Linked DNA regions of Capra hircus: region 2 is linked to region 1. Evidence: chromatin contacts called from public Hi-C data. All regions are on one chromosome and are shown on one strand. The core of a region is the stretch at or near the end of the contact, and the rest is flanking DNA. Distances in the headings are between cores, read along the strand shown.

Region 1 (5,415 bases), core at 126-2,625:
ATGGTTCAGTACAAACAAAATCACCTATTTTATCACAGCTTGTGAAAGGAAGGTGGTAAAGGAAAGCTTTTCTACAATAATTTGGTTTTCAGCCATCAATGGTTATCAGACACGTTTCCATCCCCCAGACCCCATTTCCCTCTTCTTGCCTCATAAGCTGGCATTGGGAAGAAGCCCTTGTCCATACTGCCTCTGCTTCTACTCCTCCACTCAGTTTCCTCTGTACCTGCAGAGGATAAGCCTTGGTTATGTGCTTACCAACTAGAATGAGAGCACTGAATCGGAGTGATGGGAGAAGCCAGCCAGGGACTGGGCACTGGTGCCTGTGACCTACGGTGTAACCTACTCCGAGCTGCTGACACATTTTTGTTTCAGGCCTAAATGCTCCTGGAGCACCAGTCGCTGGAGGACTGGTTCACCTGTGGGCAGGTGGTTCTCAGTTCTCTAAGTACCATGGGTGGTAGAGGGTGCTCTCCTGAGATGCTCACACTTGACCTGGGATGTCCGCGCAGACGCTGGAACAAAAACAAGGTAGCAAAGGAGCTGTCTGGGGCTGGTGAGTCGTCGGAGCTATCTGGGGACAGACAAGTCTCCTTAAATGAAGCCAGGCCTCCGGGGCGATATGGGCGCAGGTCTGGGCCCCAGGGCAGCGGGGATCCCGTGGAGACCCCACCCCACCCCCACGGAGTTCTGGCCGGGAAGTGAGCCAGGGTACCAGGGAGGATCAGTGTCCTGGGCACCGCAAAGGCCACGTGCCCGGGCTGGCTCCCTGCGGCCCACGCCCTCCTTTCCCCTCTACTGGGTGGGGGAGTATGGGGGTCGGGGGCCTGATCTACAGCCCTCTCTCCCCAGAGGGGGCACTCTGACCCCACTTCCCCCTTGGATGGTCCCCAGTCCCTCGGGCAGGGCTGCCCCGGCCCGCCTTGCCCTGGACTCTGGATCCCCGGCCCTCGCTCCTGGAGGCCGGCTGCGCCTCCCACGCTGCAGTCCCGCCGGGCAGTCGGTCCGGCCTGGGGCTGGCTAGGCGTGGAGTTCCGGGAGCTATTTTTACAAGATGCGTCACAGGGCCGAGGCGGGAAGAGCCGGCAGCTCGGGAACCCATTATCTGGGTGCGGCGCGGGAGGAGACGACCAGGGCGATTTCGAAAGCACTGAAAGGCGCGAAAGCGGCCCGCCAGGCTGGGAGGTCCACGCCCGACCTGGGGCGGGGCGCGGGGGGCGGGGCGGGCGAGGGGCGGGGCCGTCGGTACGAGGGCACCACGAAGGGGCGGGGCCATAGGGGCGGGATGAGGGGCGGGGCCTCCCAGGGGCGGGGCCCGGCGCCCTCCTGCCGCAGCAGGCTGCCGGCGGCGGCGGTGGCGGCGCGGGGACTGCGGGGACAGCCAGGCCACCGCGCAGGCAGCGAAGCCCGGGGAAGCCCACGCCCCGCCTGCGCCTCCGAGGCTCGCCCTGGGAGTGGGATTGGCCCCGCGGCGGCGCCGCCCAGGCAGAGGCGAGCCCTCGGCGCTCGGAGCCCGGAACCCGCAGCCGCGGAGAGCCAGGGCAGCGGCTGGAGCGCGGGGGCGCGGCCCGAGGAAGCAGCAGAGAGCCTGGGCCGGCGGGGGAGGGCGACGGGCGCGAGCAGCCCGCGGCGCCGCAGCGGAGGAGACTTCGCGGGAGACAAAGCCCATCGAGAGAGACGCGATGCCCAGCCGGCGCGGGCGCGGGGGCCGCGGTGTCTGAGCGCGCCGAGCCGTGCGCCCCGGGTACTCCAAGCCCAGGCCGGTGCCGGCGGCTGAGGGCGGCAGGCGGGGCCCAGGTGCGCCTGCCCGCGTCGGGCCCGTAACTGCTCGGGAGGGCGGGGGGCGGCGCCCTCCCGCCGCAGCCGCAGTGGCCGGCGCCGCAGCGAGGAGCCATGGGCAACATCTCCTCCAACATCTCGGCCTTCCAGTCGCTGCACATCGTCATGCTGGGCTTGGACTCGGCCGGCAAGACCACGGTGCTCTACCGGCTCAAGTTCAACGAGTTCGTGAACACCGTGCCCACCATCGGCTTCAACACGGAGAAGATCAAGCTGAGCAACGGCACGGCCAAGGGCATCAGCTGCCACTTCTGGGACGTGGGCGGCCAGGAGAAGCTTCGGCCGCTGTGGAAGTCCTACAGCCGCTGCACGGACGGCATCATCTACGTGGTGGACTCGGTGGACGTGGACCGGCTGGAGGAGGCCAAGACAGAGCTACACAAAGTGACCAAGTTCGCCGAGAACCAGGGCACGCCGCTGCTGGTCATCGCCAACAAGCAGGACCTGCCCAAGTCGCTGCCCGTGGCGGAGATCGAGAAGCAGCTGGCGCTGCACGAGCTCATCCCGGCCACCACCTACCACGTCCAGCCGGCGTGCGCCATCATCGGCGAGGGTCTCACCGAGGGCATGGACAAGCTGTACGAGATGATCCTGAAACGCAGGAAGTCCCTCAAGCAGAAGAAGAAGCGGTAATGCTCCGGGCGGCGACGTTACGGAGCTAGGCGCGGGGAGCGAGCGAGTCCGGAATGAATGAATGAAAGGCTGTGTGGCCCGCGCGCCCGCGAACAAAGACAGCGAACCAAAGCGACGCTTCGAATTTTTAAAGCGGAGTCTCTGCACCCACATGCAGGACTGGTGACTTAACCTGGGTATGTAGGCAAGCTGGCCAGCCTGCGCTCGACCTGCCCCCTCCCCACCCGCAGCTCAGGGGTCCTTTTGTCTGAAAGCCGGAGCTACTCAGGGGGTGGGGGACCCGGCTGGGGAGTGGACGTGCAGGTCCCACCGTCCGCCCTGCTGGCCCAGGTTGGAAGGCTCAGATATCCGAGACAAAAGCAATTTCCTCCTACTCCAGCAGGGCCAGAAGTTCAGGCTCCCCCGCCCTCATTGGGGATCACACCTGTGAGCTACCTGAGGTATGCGGTTCCCAGAACCCCGGGAGTTCCCAACTGGGGGCACGGTGGCAGTGGGAGGTGCTGGGGGAACAGCCTCTCCTTGGGCTATGAAACCTGGATAATTTTATGTCACAGGGCAGGACCCTGTGAAAATCCATTTGCCCTGCTCTGGGCCCAAACGAGGTGGTGGTTTGGGCCATCAGAGGACTGCGTGGAACAGTACCGCAGCTGGAAGGCGCGGGGCGCTGCGCTGGCCTGGGCTGGGGGATGGCCGCGAAGAACGCCCCTTTCCTGGTGCTTTGTGGTAGCTTCAGAAGACCAGTTTTGTTGAGAACTGCTTTTCAGCCTGGAATCAGACATCTTCCAGATGGTTTGGACCCTGTCCATGTGTAGGTCATTATCACACAAAGAGACCAATAAAAAAATTACAAACAAGAAACTGTTGGAGGTGGTGGCAAATGATGCATTTACTCTTTGCAGAATAGTTAAAGGTGTTTAAAGGGTAAGGCTCCTGACGTCAGTGCTGGATGGGGTGTGTGTAGATACAGTGCTGTGTAATCGGCATACATTTCTAGACCCATATGTGTGGAATCTTCAATTTTTTTTTTTTAGCCTGCTGATTGGTTTGTGTGAGCACACCAGCTGCAGATGTGTGCTGAATGACAAGCGGGTTTTGGCAAGGGATGTGTCTTGTAATCCTAACCGCTTGATGATGGGTTATGGTTTTCAGACATTATTTTTTTTTGTCCTTAAAAAAAAAATATGCTACGAATGAATACTCCCCATAGAAATACTCAATTTAGGGGAAAAAAAGACTTTGCCTTTTTAGATCCCTTTACGCTGCAAGTGGCGACATGTTCAAATTTCTAATCTGGTTCATTGTGGCCTATCTGGTTTAAGTATTTTCATTGCAAATGTCTCATTAGAGTATTTGATGTTACACACCGACAGACAAAAGCCCACCTTGTTGCAAAAGCCGACCTCATTGCATGGATTTCAAGGCGAGGGAAAAGCACAAGGAGGTCCTTCCTGATTCCTGCTTGTGGAAACTGGTTGCAGAGCAAATGCAGACACGGTGAGCGCTTGGGATGAAAGAAAGCATGTGACGTAATCGTCACCTGTCCTCAGGCTCCTCACAGTTTACTTGAAAGAGGCTTTGGAAATAAAGTGAAAGAAGAAGAAATACCTATTTTTAATAATGTAATTTAAAAAATCCTTTATAATCAGGACTGAGTCTTGGTTTGCAGAAGCTGTCATTCACCCCCAAACACAGTATCAAAAGGGAAACTTATACTTACTGTATGATTTTGATTTCTTCTTTAAATCCATGTTTACAGGTAGGATTATGTTCCCCCCATCCACGAATAATGATAAATTTCTTGTGTGAAAGAGGCCTTTAGAAATTGGGCATGGTCATGCGTGAGCATGTGAGATAGTCAAATTATAAATCCATGCCTATAAATAAATCCCTGCACTCAAAGTGAATTTAAGAACCAGAGGTAGTAGTCCTGGCTTCCTGCTTGATCCAGTTCCCCTATGAAGTATTTTAAAAGAAGAAACCTAGCAGTCCATCTTCCTTTTCTCTTTTGTCAGTGTATTTGGTACCCCTCCAACCTGGTCTTTTTGTAGAAACTCAGTAGAGGAAATAGAGCTGAGCAGTGTTGAAAAGCCTGCAAGGTTTCAGTTTACATATCGACAGCGTAGTCACTGATTTCTAAATGGGCTGGTCCCGTCATCTGAAGATCCTGTATAGAATTATTAAAAGAAAAAAAAATCCATCTTTCTTTATTTTCTTCACATGCAACAATTTCTTAAGCACTTTGACATTTTGGTAGTTCCACACTATTGAGAGAATAATATATTTATTTTGTGACATTGCAGATGCCAAATACTGTAACCTTCTCATGCTGACGATATTTTGGTCCAAGATCACTGTTCAGATCCTGTCATGCTTTACCAATGATGCAAAATGATTTTTTTTTTTTTTTTGCATTATCAGTACTTAAGGGTGCGGTCAACTGTTAGTAATTGTGCAGTAAAGCTCTGTGGTGTATCAACCAATAGTTAAGAGTCTCAGTTGATATCTGTAGTGTTTGCCCTAATAATAGCCCATTTCGTCTCTGACCAATGGGGGAGGAAGCACAGGCTAAATTACCTTGGAGTGGTCACCTGGGAGATCCCTCCAGTGTCGCTGTCAGTGATTTATTATGCCTCCTGCTCTTTGGAGAACGAATGGGGTCCACGCAGAGGACCTTGGCCTCCCCACAGGAGCTTTTCAAATGTTTTCTGATAGACACAGGGAGGCCAGCTTTGTTTCACAACAGTTCTCTTCGCAGATTCTCTGTCATGGTGTTGGGACTATGTCTCCTGGTTTGTTTCCATCCCTACTGCTGTAATTCTTTGTCCTGATCATCCCGCTCTTTGGGTTCCCGTTTCCTTTTATATGCGTATATGATGCTGTGAACAGAAATAAATTATTTATACAATCAAACGTTTGGGGAAATCATCTGTGGATGGTTTTTCA
Region 2 (5,186 bases), core at 2,644-5,143, 60 kb after region 1:
TCAATGCTTCTTTTGATCTGCTGGCTTGGAGCCCGGGAGAGACGCAAAGATGGAGAAGGTTTAGCAACACTAGAACCTGAGTCCCCAACAAAGCTCAGGAGCCTTAGCTACAGGGCAGGAGGGTGTGGACCCAGGCACAGTTCACTCAATGGCTCTATGTACCTCCTGTACCATTTGGGGTTCCTTGGAAATCACACGACTGTGCTAACGGTGCCCAGTACGAACTGTGGTCTCCATTTCACGTGGATCTGCAATGGGCGTGGTCTCCTCTCATCCTCTGCCATCACCAGTTTACCTGATTCCACATTATAGTCTCAGGCCTTCTAGCCCTTCCGCAGCTCCACCCCATTTTTGAAGGTTACCAACAGTCTTGAGGCAATCTGAGAAAGAAACACGAATTCCATCCACTTCCTGCTGCTGCCCTGAAATGCCACCTACATGCCCTTCTCTTTTCCTTTGGTCTCTGGGGAAGACCGAAGTGGTGCTGGAGAAGACTCTTGAGAGTCCCTTGGATTGCAAGGAGATCCAGCCAGTCAGTCCTGGAAATCAGTCCTCAATATTCATTGGAAGTACTGATGCTGAAGCTGAAACTCCAATACTTTGGCCACCTGATGCGAAGAACTGATTCATTGGAGAAGACCCTGATGCTGGGAAAGATTGAAGGCGGGGGAAGAAGAGGATGACAGAGGATGAGATGATTGGATGGCATCACCGACTCAATGGACATGAGTCTGAGTAAACTCCAGGAGTTGGTGATGGACAGGGAGGCCTGGAGTGCTGCAGTCCATGGGGTCACAAAGAGTCGGACATGACTGAGGGGCTGAACTGAACTGGGGAAGACACTTGCTTCCTGTTTCACGGGTACCATGCAGCAGCCAGTACCTCCTCGTGAACCTTGGGTCCCATTTCTCCTGTCCTGCAGGACATGCCCCCATTATTACTTCCCCTTCTTACCCAGTTTTTAAAATCGGAGTATAATTGCTTTGCAATGCTATGTTAGTCTCTGTTGTACAGTGAAGTGCATCAGCTCTGTGTATACATATGTTCCTTCCCTTCCACCCCACACTCCCCTCCCTCTAGATGATTGCAGAGCACCGAGCCGAGTTCTCTGTGCTGTACAGCAGCTTCCCACCAGCTGTCTATTTCACACAAGGTAGTGTTTATCTGTCCATCCTGATCTCCCAGTTTGTTCACCTCTCTTTTCCCCGCTGTGTCCACACGTCCATTCTTTATGTCAGCGTCTCTATTCTTTCCCTGAAAACAGGTTCATCTGTACCATTTTTCTAGATTCCACATATATGTGTCAATATAATCTCTTTCCCCAGCACCCCCATGGAGTCTTGCTCGCTTCTGACAAGCATGCTTATATTTCTATCATCCTCATCTCACACACTAGTAAAGTAATGCTCAAAATTCTCCAAGCCAGGCTTCAGCAGTATGTGAAACGTGAACTTCCAGATGTTCAAGCTGGTTTTAGAAAAGGCGGAGGAACCAGAGATCAAATTGCCAATATCCACTGGATCATGGGAAAAGCAAGAGAGTTCCAGAAAAACATCTATTTCTGCTTTATTGACTATGTAAAAGCCTTTGACTGTGTGGACCACAATAAACTGTGGAAAATTCTGAAAGAGATGGGAATACCAGGCCACCTGACCTGCCTCTTGAGAAACCTATATGCAAGTCAGGAAGCAACAGTTAGAACTAGACATGGAACAACAGACTGGTTCCAAATAGGAAAAGGAGTACGTCAAGGCTGTATACTGTCACCCAGCTTATTTAACTTCTATGCAGAGTACATCATGAGAAATGCTGGAATGGAAGAAGCACAAGCTGGAATCAAGATTGCCGGGAGAAATATCAATAACCTCAGATACGCAGATGACACCACCCTTATGGCAGAAAGTGAAGAGGAACTCAAAAGCCTCTTGATGAAAGTGAAAGAGGAGAGTGAACAAGTTGGCTTAAAGCTCAACATTCAGAAAACGAAGATCATGGCATCTGGTCCCGTTACTTCATGGGAAATAAATGGGGATTTTGAGGCTCCAAAATCACTGCAGATGGTGACTGCAGCCATGAAATTAAAAGACGCTTACTCCTTGGAAGGAAAGTGATGACCAACCTAGATAGCATATTCAAAAGCAGAGACATTACTTTGCCGACTAAGGCCCGTCTAGTTAAGGCTGTGGTTTTTCCAGTGGTCATGTTTGGATGTGAGAGTTGGACTGTGAAGGAGGCTGAGCGTCAAAGAATTGATGCTTTTGAACTGTGGTGTTGGAGAAGACTCTTGAGAGTCCCTTGGACTGCAAGGAGATTCAACCAGTCCATTCTAAAGTAGACCAGTCCTGGGTGTTCTTTGGAAGGACTGATGCTGAAGTTGAAACTCCAGTACTTTGGCCACTTTATGCAAAGAACTGACTCATTGGAAAAGACCCTGATGCTGGGAGGGATTGGGAGCAGGAGGAGAAGGGGATGACAGAAGATGAGATGGCTGGGTGACATCACGGACTCAATGGACGTGAGTCTGAGTGAACTCTGGGAGTTGGTGATGGACAGGGAGGCCTGGCATGCTGTGATTCATGGGGTCGCAAAGAGTCGGACATGACTGAGCAACTGAACTGAACTGAAATGCACATACATAGTTTTGAACAATTTGAAAGTAGAAACTAAAGGAGAAGGAAAAAACGCACACGTTCCTACCACCGCTTTAGGCCCAGCACCTGTTGGCCTACCAGGCCATTTCCGCACATTCCCATAATCCCACTGATACAAAGTTCTGTGTCTTGTTTTACTTAAAATTGTATCATGAGGATTTTTACCAAAATTCTTCAGATAAAATATCCAGTGACTTAAAAAAAATATTCCTTCTACTGGATGCCTCACTCTTATATATTCCCTTGGAAGGCTGCTTAGTTTGGTTGCTGTTTCCACATTATAAATCACGTGGAGATCAGAAACATGGGCACATAAGTCTCTGTTCTTGTTTCAGCTTTCCTTAGGATACAATTCCAAGATGAAATTACTGGAGCCAAAGGCATGACTTTGTTTAATGCTTTGGATACCAACTGTTAGGTTTCTCTGCAGAAGGGTGGGCCAGGTCATCTTCACATCAGCAGTTTCTGAATCCAAGAAGCCTTGTCAACGTAGCCGTCAAGGCTGTTTGCCCACTGATTGAGTATATTGTATTATTCTTATTCAGCTAACACTTATTCTTTATTAATTAGTGATATTAACCTCTTGTCTTTCATATTTATTACCAATATTTCCTTACTTTCACTTACTGGTGCAGAGAAAATTTTTGTTGTAAATGTTTAATTAAGTATTTGGACTTTTAAATTTAAGCTAGAACATATTTTTAGTTTTCTGTGGTTTTCATCTTTCAAAATTACATTTAGGATTTATTTTTTTTTATAGTATGAATTGAGGATTAATTTTTTTCCCCAAAATTCAATTTTCACACTCTCTATATAGAATAATCTAGTCTTTGCCCATTGATTTCTGGTGGATTTCCTTTTTTTTTCTTTTTTTATTAAATCAGATAAAATCCTTACATGTATTTGGCCTAGTTCAGGTTTATGTCTTTAGTTCTGTTGACCTGCCTTCTTTTGTGTGAGAAACATGATTTTTTTCCATTTTTATTACATTTAGAATTGAGTAGCATTTCTTTGCATTGTTCTAAAAGAGCTATTTGGACGACTTTTTCGTGTGTGTGTGTGTGTGTGTGTGTGTGTGTGTGTGTGTGTTTAAAGACAAGTTAATCTGATTTTATCCAGGTTAAATTTTAAAATTATTTTTTATTTGTTTGTGTTTGGCTGTGCCGGGTCTCAGTTGCTGCGCTGGCTTTCCCTCTGGTTGTGGAGAGTGGCTTCTCCTTGTGGTGGCCTCTCTTGTGAGGCGTGGGCTCGAGGGTGCTCAGGCCTCAGTACTCGCCGCACATGGGCTCAGTAGCTGTGGCTCCTGGGCCTCAGTGGGTTGGTGGCACATGGACTTATGGGCTTATCTGCTCTCTGGCACGCGGGATCTTCCTGGATCAGGGATCGAACCCCTGTTTCCTGTATCGGCAGACAGATTCTTTACCACTGACCTACCAGGGAAACCCAAGATTAAAAATATTGCTTTAAAACTATGATTGGGTTGTGTGAGATGCATAGGTTAACTTGTATTTATGTCTTTATATTTGGTATCCCATCAGAAACATGACAGGCTAGTTAACTTATTCAGGTTTTATTTTTTGTGTCTCATTAAAATGCATATTAAAAAATTTCTCCAACATGTATCTTATTAATTTTATTGATTTTATTAATTTATTAATTTTATTTTATTAATTATATATATATATGCTATTGAGAATGGTATTCCTGCTCTAGCTGTTATTCTGTCTTCTAATTGTTTTGCTGGTATAATACAACCTACTGTTATTTTGAAAGTTTATGTTGTATTGGTCATGTCTCTATTAATTCAAAATTCAAAAAGGTTTTCACTTGACTTGGTGAAGTTTCCTGGGCACAGTATTATATATAGGCTAATAATGATTATTTTGTGTTTTTAAATCTGATAGTTATTAATCATTGTATTTTTGTTTAGAACTTCCAGGGCAATTTTAAATAATGATGATGGGAAAGGGGGAAAACAATGCTTTTTTAGCATTTATGCATATGCGTTTGGTTTTTATATTAAAGTTACTATGCCATATATATATATATACATACTGCTACTGCTAAGTCACTTCAGTCGTGTCCGACTCTGTGTGACCCCATAGGCGGCAGCCCACCAGGCTCCTCTGTCCCTGGGATTCTCCAGGCATACTATATACATAATTACATATTATATATATTAGATGTAATGTATGCATATGAGTTTGTGTGAACTCTGGGAGTTGGTAATGGACAGGGTGGCCTGGCATGCTGTGATTCATGGGGTCACAAAGAGTCAGACACGACTGAGCGACTGAACTGAACTGAACTGAATGTATACATAATACATATATATAATTTCCTAATATTAAATTATCCTTGCTCCTCTAATATGAATTCAATTTAATTTTAATGTTATCTTTTAAAAGATGTAATTTAATGTATATTCCAGCAATTTTTAAAGTTATACATGGAAAAGTCTATATAGTTTCCTTTCTCATTCTAGCTTTATCAAGTTTGGGTCTTATATTAAGCAAATTTCATCCAATATATGAA

Evidence for each region. Hi-C and Micro-C count contacts between places; a contact is called where the count stands out from the background.
Region 2: a Hi-C map of blood shows a contact between it and region 1, with 3 times the contacts expected there. The contact joins the enhancer-like site here to the promoter of ARL4C in region 1. A contact is called at or near these places in 2 of 5 Hi-C or Micro-C datasets (both in blood).

What each region holds. Positions count from the first base shown.
Region 1 is chr3:6,670,815-6,676,229 of ARS1.2, forward strand. It overlaps ARL4C (ADP-ribosylation factor-like protein 4C), which reads left to right and starts at 1,376. Exons shown (of 2, transcript XM_018040905.1): 1 at 1,376-2,648; 2 at 2,852-5,397. The coding sequence starts at 1,894. The coding sequence ends at 2,472.
Region 2 is chr3:6,728,283-6,733,468 of ARS1.2, forward strand. No RefSeq gene overlaps it. Among named protein-coding and RNA genes, the nearest start is that of ARL4C, 59 kb to the left of the region's middle. Within about 2 kb of position 3,894, at least 1 of the 5 cell types and tissues checked has an H3K27ac peak or open chromatin away from gene starts, as enhancers often do.